Regions from separate parts of the Ovis aries genome. Here region 2 is linked to region 1. Evidence: chromatin contacts called from public Hi-C data. All regions are on one chromosome and are shown on one strand. The core of a region is the stretch at or near the end of the contact, and the rest is flanking DNA. Distances in the headings are between cores, read along the strand shown. Region 1 holds the start of AURKAIP1 (aurora kinase A interacting protein 1). Region 2 holds the start of C12H1orf159 (chromosome 12 C1orf159 homolog).

What was found. Hi-C and Micro-C count contacts between places; a contact is called where the count stands out from the background.
Region 2: a Hi-C map of tail adipose tissue shows a contact between it and region 1, with 3 times the contacts expected there. The contact joins the promoter of C12H1orf159 here to the promoter of AURKAIP1 in region 1. A contact is called at or near these places in 4 of 16 Hi-C or Micro-C datasets (hypothalamus, liver, muscle and 1 more).

Annotation. Positions count from the first base shown.
Region 1 is chr12:50,463,247-50,469,782 of ARS-UI_Ramb_v3.0, reverse strand. AURKAIP1 (aurora kinase A interacting protein 1) reads right to left here and starts at 3,655. Exons shown (of 4, transcript XM_004013784.5): 1 at 3,622-3,655; 2 at 3,178-3,267. The coding sequence starts at 3,229. CCNL2 (cyclin L2) reads right to left here. Exons shown (of 10, transcript XM_060396576.1): 10 at 5,320-6,536. The coding sequence ends at 5,980. It also overlaps the pseudogene LOC101107036.
Region 2 is chr12:50,690,763-50,697,298 of ARS-UI_Ramb_v3.0, reverse strand. C12H1orf159 (chromosome 12 C1orf159 homolog) reads right to left here and starts at 3,620. Exons shown (of 11, transcript XM_060396159.1): 1 at 3,593-3,620.

The DNA.
Region 1 (6,536 bases), core at 2,406-4,905:
GAACTATACAAAAGAGACCTTCGGTCAGTTCAGTTGCTCAGTCGTGTTCGACTCTTTGCGACCCCATGGACTGCAGCACGCCAGGCTTCCCTGTCCATCACCAACTCCCGGAGCTTGCTCAAACTCATATCCATCAAGTCAGTGATGCCATCCAACCATCTCATCCTCTGTCATCCCCTTCTCCTCTTGCCTTCAATCTTTCCTAGCATCGAGGTCTTTTCCAATGAGTCAGCTCTTCACATCAGGTGGGAGTTTCAGCTTCAGCCTCAGTCCTTCCAATGAATATTCAGGACTGATTTCCTTTAGGATGGACTGGTTGGATCTCCTTGCTGTCCAAGGGACTCTGAAGAGTCTTCTCCAACAATACAGTTCAAAAGCATCAATTCTTTTTTTTTTCCCGTTTCCAAAAAGAGGTTTTATTTACTCTGGTCCACAGTTGGTATTTTCACATTATTTCTTGGTCCTAGGGCTCCTGGGCAGGGGCTGGTCCCTGTGGGGCCTCTGGGTGGGGGTCCCTGTGCAGTACTTGGTGGGGGAGTAGGGACAAGTGTGGGGGTGGGGGCTGGCTTTGTGTCAAGCACTCAGAACTCCACTGTCCTGCCTGGGCCTCAGTGTCCCCACTGGGCCCCTGGGAGGGCCCAGGATTGGTGATCTGAGAGTCCTAGGGAAATCCATGAGGCCTAAAATATTTTGGGACTGTGGCCTGACCTTCTCTCAGCTCCACCCCCTGCCACCATTCCCCTGAAGAAAAAGTATTTTCATTTCATTAAAACTGCCTGAAACTTTTGTGGGTACAGAAACCACAAACTGATCGGTAGAAAAAAGAGAAACAGGGAAGACATAACCGGAAACCACTTGGGGCCAGTTCCCCTCCTTGCCTGGGTTTCTTCTTCCCCCTAACAGCTTGGCCTAAAGTCTGCTGGGAAACCTGATGCCTGGAGCTGCCCTGGTGGGGACCCCCCACCCCACATGCATCTGGATATGGCCTTCACCCCTTTCCCCCAGAGTCTCAACTGGTAGCATTCAGACATGTAGAAAAACAAGACAAAAAACACAGAAAGACCCAAAAACCCAGATGAGGCAATGATGTGGGGAGATGGCCTGCACAGGTGTCTCAGTAGCCTGCCTCCTCCTGGTAGTAGGGAGGGCACTCTGAGGGCTCCCCTGGGCCTGGGCCATCTCCAGCAGCTGCTGGAGTCCCGTCGGCCGCTGGGCCTTGAGGGCAGTACTTGGGGTCGTATATCTGCCGGCCCAGGCCAAAGACCTGACCACTCTGGTTGGCACCCTGTGTGTAGCCCATCTACAGGGACATGGAGGAATTATCACATTTGTCTGTCCCCAGCTTTGTGTCTTAAATGTGCCACCGAGTCCCTGGAGCTGTCATGCCCACCTGGCTGGCACACTTGTTTGTGCCCATCTGGAGGCTGACGGTCGAGTGGTCCATGGGGGGCAGGATATGGTTTTGGGGGTTGTACAGATGCCGTCTGGTGCCGTAAGCTGTCATGCCAGACTGGCTGGCACATCTGTTGGCGCCCATCTGGAGCCCAATGATGCACTGGCCCACCTTCATGGTGGCATCATCAAAGTTTCGCTCCTGCTTCTCTGAGTATTTGACACCAATGTCCACTCTGCAGCCCTTTGTCTTGGCCTTCCCAGCCAGGGCAAGAAGAGACACCTGCACCTGAGTCAAGCTCCCACTTTCAAACAGGTCATTGGCCTCGAACAGGTCAACAGGATTCATGCCCTAGCTCACCATGGCCTTGATGAAGTTGGAGAGGTTTTCTAGCTGGTGCCAGTTCTGCATGGAGCGGTTGATCTTACGGATTGAGCCCGGCTGCAGTTTATTCATGAGTGTGCACAATATGATCCCATCCTTCAGACCCTTCTGGAAGTCTGGGCCAAAGGAGAGGCCAGTGAGTCCCTCAATCCAGCTTCGGAGCTCTGCCTCTTTCTGAGGGTCATATTTGGACTGTAGCCGGTTCTTGACCTCGGCCGAGAGCCCGTATGAAGGCCCCTTGTTGAACTGCGTGGAGCTCATGGCTGGCGGGCGCGGCACCGCGGGACGGGACGGACGGACCCAAAAGCATCAATTCTTCAGCATTCAGCTTTCTTTATAGTCCAACTGTCATATCTGTACATGACAACTGGAAAAACCATAGCTTTGACTAGATGGACCTCTGTTGGCAAAGTAATGCCTCTGCTTTTTAATACGCTGTCCAGGTTTGTCATAGCTTTTATTTCAAGGAGCAAGTGTCTTTTAATTTCATGGTTGCAGTCACCATCTGCAGTGATTTTGGAGCCCAAGAAAATAAAGTATGTCACTGTTTACATTGTTTCCCCATCTGTTCGCCATGAAGTGATGGGACCAGGATGCCATGATCATAGTTTGTTGAATGTTGAGTTTTAAGCAAACTTTTCCACTCTCCTCTTTCACTTTCATCAAGATGCTCTTTAGTTCTTCTTCACTTTCTGCCATAAAGGTGGTGTCATCTGCATATCTAAGGTTATTGATATTTCTTACGGGAATCTTGATTCCAGCTTGTGTTTCATCCAGCCTGGCATTTTGCATGATGTACTCTGCACACCTTGACAGTGTATTAAAAAGCAGAGACATTACTTTGCCAACAAAGGTTTGCCTAGTCAAAGCTATGGTTTTTCCAGTAGTCATGTACGGATGTGAGATTTGGACCATAAAGAAAGCTGAGTGCCGAAGAACTAATGATATTGAATTGTGGTGCTGGAGAAGACTCTTGAGAGCCCCTTGGACTGCAAGGAGATCAAACCAGTCAATCCTAAAGGAAATTCTGGAAGGACTGATGCTGAAGCTCCAATATTTGGCCCCCTGATGCAAAAAGTCGACTCACTGGAAAAGATCTCGATGCTGAGAAAGACTGAAGGCAGAAGACGATGACAGAGAAAGAGATGGTTGGATGGCCTACCGACATGAGTTTGAACAAGCTCCGGGAGATGGTGAAGGACAGGGAAGCCTGGCGTGCTGCAGTCCATGGGGGTCACAACGAGCCCGACAGGACTGAGCGACTGAACAACAGGGTTGTTCGTGTTGCCTGGCCCTGCCTCTAGGTGGTCCGGAACAGCAGCGCAGGTCACCGAGCTGCTAACCCCACACTCCTAACCCAGATGTGTATCCCGCCCATCTCCCTCCACGGGGCTTCTTACCTGCCCTGGGAACAGCCCTGAGCAGCTGGGAAGTCAGGCGTATCAGAAACATGGTCTGTACGTGGCTGTGGCCCCAGGCGATCAGCGGAGCTGGAACACAGGTGTGCGCCTAGGTCACTCTGGGGGCTCTGGTCTCGTTCCGATTCCCGCACCCTGTCTCCCTCGCCACCCTCTCCCACCACGAGGATGCCACTTCGAGTACAGCTTCCTCCCTCAAAACCTCTGCCTCCGAGGGTCCCCAGCTGCGCGACTCTGGGCAGGTACTGGCCCTCCCTGAGCCTCAGCTTCACCCCAAGTCTCCCACCTCGCAGGTTGTGTCGACGATCGGGTCTCGGTCCCCGAGCCCCAGCCAGCCGCGGCCTCCTGGGCTGTCCCTGGAGCCCGCTCGCCGCGTCCTCACACAGACCCTCCCCAGACGCCGCAAGAGGGTTCAACAAACCATACCTTCGCCTCTCTCAAGTACTTCCGGTCCGTTCCTAAGGCCGCCCCAGCCCGAGCGAGGCAGCCCGCGTGTTTCTACGCCCACCGCCCCCTAGCGCCCCACTCCCAGTCGGCGCAGGCCCTGCCGGACCCAGAAAGCGACGGTTTCCGGCCGGAGGAACCGCCCCGCCCCTCCCCGTGCCCAGCCCCTCCCACAGCTTGCCGACTCCGCCTGTCCCTCGCGGAGGCTAGAAAACTACACTTACCACAATCCCAAGCGTGTCCTCTGTGCGCCTGCGTGGCTCGAACTCTGGTCGCTCCCCGACAGTCAAGGGTCAGTCGTCCCGGAAAGCCGGAAATGGCGTTTTCCAGACGACGGAGATTTTGCGGGGGGCGACGGAAGTGGTCCTAACTACTTCAGATGCTGGGGCGGGAGCCGGACTCGGAGCAACTCGTCTTGAGGGGCGTCTTCACCCCCGAACCCGCCTCTTGGGGTGGGGAAGGTAGTAGACAGGTGCCAGGTGTTGGGCTAGAGCGGGGGGGCCGTCAGGAGTGACTTGGGTGTCTCGGACCCGGCACCTCTCTACTTTGGCTTGCAGCATCCGCTCTGCCAGTCTGGATAAGCGAAGGACGTCACGCATGTACCGTGGGATGGATAATACGACGCTTTTTGCATGGGTGGAGAGTGTATATTTCTTCCTTAAAGCAAACAAGCTCCTATGTTGTGTCCATGAGAAGTTTCTGTCTGAAAACCAGAAGCAGCATGGAGTTGAGCTGACCCAGTGTTGTTCCTCAGGGTAAGGGGCTCAGAGGGCCCACTTAACCCGTGTAACACAGAAAGGCTGTTGTCCTGAGGTTGGCTAGGATGGACAGGATCCCCAGAATGGACCTGAAGGAATTCCTGCTGGGACAAGGATGTGGGGAAGTCTCTTTGGTCCTCCTCTGAGGCTTGCCCTGTAGGAGGGTCTTCCAGTGAGTCTTAGTATGAAATGGCCAGGCCTAGCCACCCCCAGGCCCCAACTTGGCTAAGCAGAGAGTGGAGGATAGGCCAATGGGAGGGCAAAACTGCAGGATCTGGGCCCAGCTCTATAACTGAGTCTCCAGAGGATGTACCCTTCAACCTGAGGGGCAGCTTCTGGTTCCCAGGTTGAAAGGTCTCTACACACATCCAGGGGCCTCTCTCTCATCCTCCACAGGCTTTTATGGTTTGGTTCTAAGAGTGAGCCACCTGGACCCTGGATGCTGAACTTGCTGCCTTCATACCTTGGCTGTACTGACTTCAGGCACCTTTCTCCAGGCCACTAGCACCAGGAAGGGTGTACCTTCCACCCATGAAGAAGTGCTGATCTGGAGAGAGCCAAGACAGGGCATAGACACGCCCCCCCCCCTCCCCCGAGTGCCTTTGATCTGCACAGAGTGCACACAGCACTTGGAGACAACCCTGACCCACCCTGCTCATTGGCACCACCGCGCTGTCCTCACCCACTCCCACAGAGGACCCCTCCAGGGTGATGCTCTTTGTCCTTTGCAAACCCTCCATTTACCCTGCTGGCAGCAGACAGCTCAGAGCCTCACAAGCCCTCAGAGAGAAGCAGACGCACAGAATTCAGTACAAAACCCAACACAGTAATGAGATCAGAGAGGGGAGCGCAGACACACTGCTAGATCGGTGTTGCAGGCTGTGCAGGGGAGCAAACAATGAGAATGACAAACGACAAGCCCTTTAACTTTCCAAATGTCCTGAGTAGAGAGAATTGTTTATTTAATAACGTAAAATGCATATATAGGAAACTTCTCTAGAAGCTGGTGGCCTGCACTCAGCATCACACAGATAAAAATATACGACTTTCAACACAGATCTAAATACCTTCACATTTTAAAAATCAGAATTCTCTACACAAGTTTTAAGCTGACAGTTCAAGTTCTCAGTTTTCATATATAGCTTTAACTCGTATTAAACACATGTTTATTTACAACGTGGACAGAGTAAGGGGCTATTAAGGCCATTTTCTCATTGTGAAACACTGCAAAATACATATAGTATAACCTAATATAGGCAAAATTTCGAAAAGTCATTTTCTTGGTTTAACGTAATTATGGGTTCAGGGGTGAACAGACAGCCTGTCGTAGCACCAAACCCCGCTGCTGGGACACATGCCCTGCCTTTGCACCTAGCAGGGCTGCTGCTGAGGCACTGGGCAAGAGCCGGGGGCTGGGCCCGGGCCAGACGAAAGGGCACCTTGCCAGCCTCTCCATGCCATCTCCAAATTCATCACACGGTCCAGGGTCAACAACTATATCCAGAAAGAGTCACGCCCTAGGGCCAGCAGCTGAGGTGTCCACACCGAGGGCCAAAGCACAGTCCTGCGGGGACCCCACCCCTCACCTCCGGTGCCTGCTGTGCCCAGGATGGTCCCGCTCATAGCGATGGCCTGTTCGCTCATAAGACCGAGAACGCTCTCGTCGCTGTTCTCTATAGTAATGACTTTTTTTCTTGTATTTTCCAGAAGTATCCGCCCGTTCCCGTGAGTGGCTCCGAGAGCGGGAGGAGCTCCGGCTCCGGGACTTGTGTGGCTTCTGGGCAGAGTAGTTGCAGTCCTTGGATCTCCGGTAGCTCCGCACCTTGGATCCTTTGTAGGGGGCACCCCGATGAGCCTGACGTGGTGGGGAGTCACTCCGGCTCCGCGAGCGGCTCTGTGACTTGGACCCACCAGATGTGGAGCCACTGTCACTTTTCCTGTGAAGGAGACCACCAGGCAGGTGACCACCCATCCTGACCACTTCAGGGTCAGGAGCAATTGTCCCCAAGGAAAGGCCACAACACTTCCCTAGGAAACATCCCAGTGCCTGCTGCAGCCCCATGCACCCAAGCAGCACATACCTTCTCTTAGGGGACGCAGAACGTGACGGGGACCTTGAGTAGCTCTGCTCGTGACTCC
Region 2 (6,536 bases), core at 2,371-4,870, 230 kb before region 1:
TGGTTCCTGGTCTCTAAATCCCACTCTCCAGTGAAATGAACTAGCGCTCCCTGGAGAACTGTGGCAGGACACTACAAGAGGGAGAGAAGCCGGAGTGGCTGGCAGTGTGAGAAAGGGAAGTTCTTAAAAGTAGCAGCTAGGGGTTGATGACGTCCTGGTGGTCAAGGCTGGAACAGGTGAGCAGCCAGACAAACAGCACAGAGCTGGGTCCCCTCCAGAGTGCAGACACACACCCACAAGTCCGTCCTCCTCATGGAATTCCAGACCACACGGTGGGTCTTCCCTGAGCTTAGCTCCCACCCCCAGTAGGGTGGGCTGCCTCTCCCTGCATGGCTGCCAAAGAGACTGGAGAACAGGACAAGGAGCAACTCTCCTTGGCAGACACCACCTGAGCCAGGTGACCAGGCCAACACCCCCATGATGTCGTGCAAACGTCAGCTGCCCTGATGTGATGTGACAAGAGGGCCACCTCACTTCTGGGGTCCTCTTTCCAAAAATCCACAACCCCTATCCAACCAGAAGAAAACACAGCAGACAAACCCCAAATCAGGGACATGCTACAAACACCTGAGTCCTCCTCCTCATAGCTGTCATGGGATCCAGGGCAGAAAGAGGACCCTGGGGCAGCATGTGACCCAAAGCCTAGAAACAGTAACGGAGCGCTATCGTGTTTTAGCTTTCACAAATGTGCCTCAGTTTGCAACTTTTCTGTAAATCTAAAACTACTCCAAAAGATTTTAAGTTAATTTTAAAAAGACACAATAATGCGAATATGCAAGTTCAAACAATGGACAGTAATATCTATCTATCTGTATTAAACCCCAGTCTCCTGCAATATAGACAGATTCTTTATCGACTGAGCCAGGGCTTCCCCGGAGAAGGCAATGGCACCCCACTCCAGTACTCTTGCCTGGAAAATCCCATGGATGGAGGAGCCTGGCAGGCTACAGTCCATGAGATCATAAAGAGTTGGAGACATGGCTGAGCATATATATATACACACACACACACACCTGTCTCGGCTTGTATCCAGAGACCTAAAGGACCTGCTTAGATGCCTTGAGTGGGTGCAACAGGTCCAGCATCGATGTTCAAGCACATGCAAACGGAAGACACAAGCAAACACCTCTGCCCACCAGGCCCACACAGCAGTCTCATGCCCACAGAACAGACATGGAAGAATGTGCACAATTCTGTCACCCAAGGCAATGCCAGGAACCCACCCAAGTGCCCTCCAGGGACAGGTATCATGCTGAGGACAACCAAGGCCGCTCCACAGACCACAAGGTCTAACATGGCACCACAAAGGAATGTGGCAGAAGTCAGAACTGTGCCTGCTTCTGGGAGGTGGGTCTGGGAAGGCTTAGGAAGTCTCAGTCAGCCCAGGGCAGAGTAGACAAGGTGCTGCTCCTCACAGAACTGGGTCTGGGAGGCCCAAGATCTGGGTGCTGGCAGATCTGGGTCTGGTGAGGCCCTTTCTGGACTGCAGAAGGCTTCTTTCTCAAGATCCTCCAGGCCCTTCCTTGGTGTGCGAGCAACTGTGTTCCTCCTGTTGCTAGTGTATTGATCCCCTCGTGGGCCCCACCTTACCCTGAGCACCCCCAAGGGCCCAGCTGTAGACACCAACACATGGGGATCAGGGCTTCCACCCGCCGATCCAGAGGACACAACCCGAGGGAAGCTTTAGGGATGACAGAAGCGCCCTCTATCACCACGATGTGCCAGCTACACAGCTGTATACATTTGTCAAAATTGGTCAAACTGAATCTATGCACCTCACTTATGTGAATTATACTTAATCATAAACTAAATGATTGCAATTCATTTTCAATTTTGAAAATCTTAGCCAAAAAGCTAAGGAATTGGGTACAAAAACTTATTCAAGGTAATTAAAAATTTGGTGAGAATTTAAATTGTACCATGTTTTCTTTCACAACTCATTTTTCCTTAAAGGAATTGGTTTCAAGGAAGAAGTCACTGTGATTTCTGAACAAGTAACACAACCCACTCCAGTGTTCTTGCCTGGAGAATCCCAGGGAAGGGGAAGCCTGGTGGGCTGCCGTCTATGGGGTCGTACAGAGTCGGACACAACTGAAGCGACTTAGCAGCAGCAGCAACACTTCAGGTATCCAGGGGGGAATTATTCTGGCCCATCAATTTCCTGATGCTGGGAAAAGCTGAGGGCAAGAGAAGGGGGCAACAGAGGATGAGATGGTTGGATGGCATCACTGACTTAATGGAAACGTGTTTGAGCAAACTCAGGGAGACAGTGATGGACAGAGAAGTCTGGTGTGCTGCAGTTCATGGGATTACAAACAGTCGGCTATTACTGAGCTACGGAAAAACAACAACAATCAACTGGGGTTGGGTGCTGGCCAGAAAACCTCACGAACGCCTTTCCAACAGGAGGCCCTGCCCGGGAGATCACGGTGGGAATGCACGCTTCGCCAACCTTCCCCGCGGCTGTGGCTGGAGAACCGAGAGGGGCAGGGGGCCAACTGCTTCAAAGTTCACGTTGCTGATCTTTGCTTTTGCTTCTCCCACTGGATCTCCAGCTCCTCAGCGAGGCCACCGCTCATCAGCGTCTCAGCAAGTAAAGAGCGCCGAGGCGGAACTTGGCTCTCGGGACAGAATGAGAACACAGACTCCTCGCTCACATGCTGCCCGTTCCGAAAATCCCCCCGCGCTCATGGAGGATCATCAGCGCAGTTATCGATCTGACAGCTGTACAGAAAACACTCCAGGCTGCTCACATGCTCTGTGGCCTCAGCAGCGCCGAGACGGTGCTGCCGGAGGACCCCTGGAGACTCGCTGGAAGGGGTCCTTGGTCTTGGGGACGCAGAATTCTCAGTGATGCGGTGACCAGAGGGCGTTGTTCAGGTGAATTACCGGACAAATCACAGCTTACCTCGCGGAACTGGGCAATACAGGAGAGGCGGCAGCGCCCTCCGGGTGCCGGTGACCCTTGGAGGCGCGGCCGCTCCGCCTTTGGGAGGAGCGCCCGGGGCGGGGTGGGGCGCGCATGTGCCAGGAGAAACTTTCCGGAAAACCCAGGTTTTATTTCCTCCGAGGAGCTGGTGAGATCACTGTGGCGGTTCAGATTCCGGCTAACACAGACTGCTGTGGGGGTGCTGGGAGGAGCGGAGAAGGATGGGACCCAGCTCTACCCTCGCAGGCACGGGGACCCCGGAACAGGACAAAAGGGCCACCTGGGCGCTCGGGAACCTCCGAGGAGCGCGTTACCCCGAACGCTGCGCCTTGAAACGCAGTGAGACGCGCGTCCGAACCCCGGTATCAAATAAACGGAAACTAAGCGTCAATTAAATCGTCCTGATGACAACGCACACAGACCCTGCTGAGCCACAGTGGACAATCTAGGGCGATAAACCCACTCGCTGGCCCTTCCGCGCGGCTGAGGCGTCCGGAGCCGGTGACCGGGACGCGGAACGCGGAGGAGCAAAGCGGCCGGACCCCGCGCCACCGCCCCACCCCGCCACTGCAGCCTTGCCTGGGGGCCGCACCCTGAGGGCTGCCCCAGCCCCTGGCCCGCCCCCGCGCGCCCGCACCGCCCCCCCGCCGGCCCCTCACTCACCCCCGCGCCCTTCGAGTTCCTCTTTCGTACCCCCCGCCCTCCAGGCGGTCGCGTTGTGCCCCCTGGGACTTGTAGTCTCCCCGCCACCCGAGCCAGAGCGCCAGGGAGCGTGGCTCCCAGCCCAAAACTACACCTCCCAGCGGTCCACGGTAAAACCGCCCAGTCAAGTGGGTGACGGCCCAGAGTTCTCGCGAGATCTAAAGTTGCACGCAGAGCGATATGGGAAGTGTAGTCTAGGGCCTGGATCAGGTCTGTTCATTTCGGTTCGGTCGTTCAGTCGAGTCCGACTCTTTACGACCCCATGGACTGCAGCACGCCAGGCTTCTCTATCCATCACCAACTCCCGGAGCTTACTCAAACTCATGTCCATCAAGTCGGTGATGCCATCGAACCATCTCATCCTCTGTCATCCCCTTCTCCTCCTGCCTTCAGTCTTTCCCAGCATCAGGGTCTTTTCCAGTGAGTCAGTTCTTCACATCAAGTGGCCAAAGGATTGGAGTTTCAGTTTCAGCATCAGTCCTTCCAATGAATATTCAGGACTGATTTCCTTTTAGGATGGACTGTTTGGGTCTCCTTGCAGTCCAAGGGACTCTCAAGGGCCTTCTCCAACACCACAGTTCAAAAGCATCAATTCTTCGGCGCTCAGCTCTCTTTATAGTCCAACTCACATCCATACATGACTAGTGGAAAAACATAGCCTTGACTAGACGGACCTTAGTTAGCAAAGTAATGTCTCTGCTTTTTAATGGCTGTCTAGGTTGGTCATAGCTTTTCTTCCAAGGAGAAAGCATCTTTTAATTTCATGGCTGCAATCACCATCTGCAGTGATTTTGGAGCCCGAAAAAATAGTTTCTGTTTCCATTGTTTCTCCATCTATTTGCCATGAAGTGATGGGACCGTATGCCATGATCTTAGTTTTCTGAATGTTGAGTTTTAAGCCAGCTTTTTCACTCTCCTCTTTCACGTTCATCAAGAGGCTCTTTAGTTCCTCTTCACTTTCTGCTATAAGGGTGGAGTCATCTGCATATCTGAGGTTATTGCTATTTCCCCCAGCAATCTTGATTCCAGCCTGTGCTTCATCTAGACTGGCATTTCACATGATGTATTCTGCATATAAGTTAAATAATCAGGGTGACAATATATAGTCTTGACATACTCCTTTCCCAATTTGGAACCAGTCTGTTTTTCCATGTCCAGTTCTAACTGTTGCTTCTTGACCTCCATACAGATTTCTCAGGAGGCAGGTAAGGTAGTCTGCTATTCCCATGTCTTTAAGTATTTCCCATAGTTTGTTGTAATCCACACAGTCAAAGGCTTTGGCATAGTCAATAAAGCATGCTAAGTCACTTCAGTCATGTTCAACTGTGCAACCCCATAGACGGCAGCCCACCAGGCTCTGCTGTCCCTGGGATTCTCCAGGCAAGAACACTGGAGTGGGTTGCCATTTCCTTCTCCAATGCATGAAAGTGAAAAGTGAAAGTGAAGCCACTCAGTCATGTCCAACCCTCAGCGACCCCATGGACTGCAGCCTTCCAGGCTCCTCTGTCCATAGGATTTTCCAGGCAAGAGTACTGGAGTGGGGTGCCATTGCCTTCCCTGCAATAAAGCATAAGTAGATGTTTTTCTGGAATTCTCTTGCTTTTTTGATGATCCAACGGATGTTGGCAATTTGATCCCTGATTCCTCTGCCTTTTCTAAATCTAGCTTGAACATCTGAGAGTTCTCGGTTCATATACTGTTAAAGCCTGACTTGGAGAATTTTGAGCATTACTTTGCTGGCGTGTGAGATGCATGCAGTTGTGCAGTAGTTTGAGCATTCTTTGGCTTTGCCTTTCTTTGGGATTGGAATGAAAACTGACCTTTTCCAGTCCTGTGGCCACTGCTGAGTTTTCCACATTTGCTGGCATATTGAGTGCAGCACTTTCACAGTATCATCTTTTAGGATTTGAAATAGCTCAACTGGAATTCCTCCACCTCCACCATCTTTGTTGGTAGTGATGCTTTCTAAGGCTCACTTGACTTCACATTCCAGGATGTCTGGCTCTAGGTAAGTTATCATACCATCATGGTTATCTGGGTCATGAAGATCTTTTTTGTATAGTTATGTGTATTCTTGCCATGTCTTCTAATATCTTCAGGGCCCTGACAGAGTAGCGGAAGCAAGGGGAGGCCCACGCTGCCCAGGATCTCTCGCATGCAGCTGTCTCTGGCATTGCCAGGAGACGGGGAAGCCAGGCTGTCAGTGCCAGAGCATCTGGCTCCTGGAGTTGGGGGCCCGAAACCCCTCTGCGGATGCTCAGCGAGGCTGCTCATTGGTGTCCACCAGGGTAGCGATTCCTGAGACAGCATGGGGTTACACAGATGTGTCCCGGAGAGTGACGCCAGACTGCGAACAGGGTCCCCACAGCATTTCTGGACTCGACCTCGGGGCTGCTCCCTGCGCTCAGGCATGGTGGACGGCGGGGCCTGGAAAAGGCCTGTGTGGGGGTTGTGTCCTCTGTGCACGATTCCCCAGGAAGGCAGCTGTTCCTGGGCTGCCCTGCTCCGCCCCCCACTCCACCCCTGCGCCAGCTTTGTCACTTTCAGGGTTTCAGGCAGAGCCTGTGGGTCGGGGAACGTGGGGCTCCCTGGACCTGGTCTGCATAAGGCTGTCCCTAGGGAAGGCTGTGCAGAGGAGCTTGGAGAAAAGAGAGGACGATCAACCATCGCCTTTCCGTGCTTCCTGGGCTGTTGGCTGGGGGCCGAGCTTCCTCAGAGGCGGCTACTTGGAGAGGAGTGTCTGGGCCGGTGGGTCTGAATTAAGAGGCCTGGACCAAGACGGGCTCCCATGCCGAAGACTGCAGTCCACAGGGACACATAAAACATGGGCTTTTCAGGTCTCTCTCGAACTTCCTTATTCGATATGAATAGGGGTGGATGGGATAGATTTCTGGTTTCTCTGAAC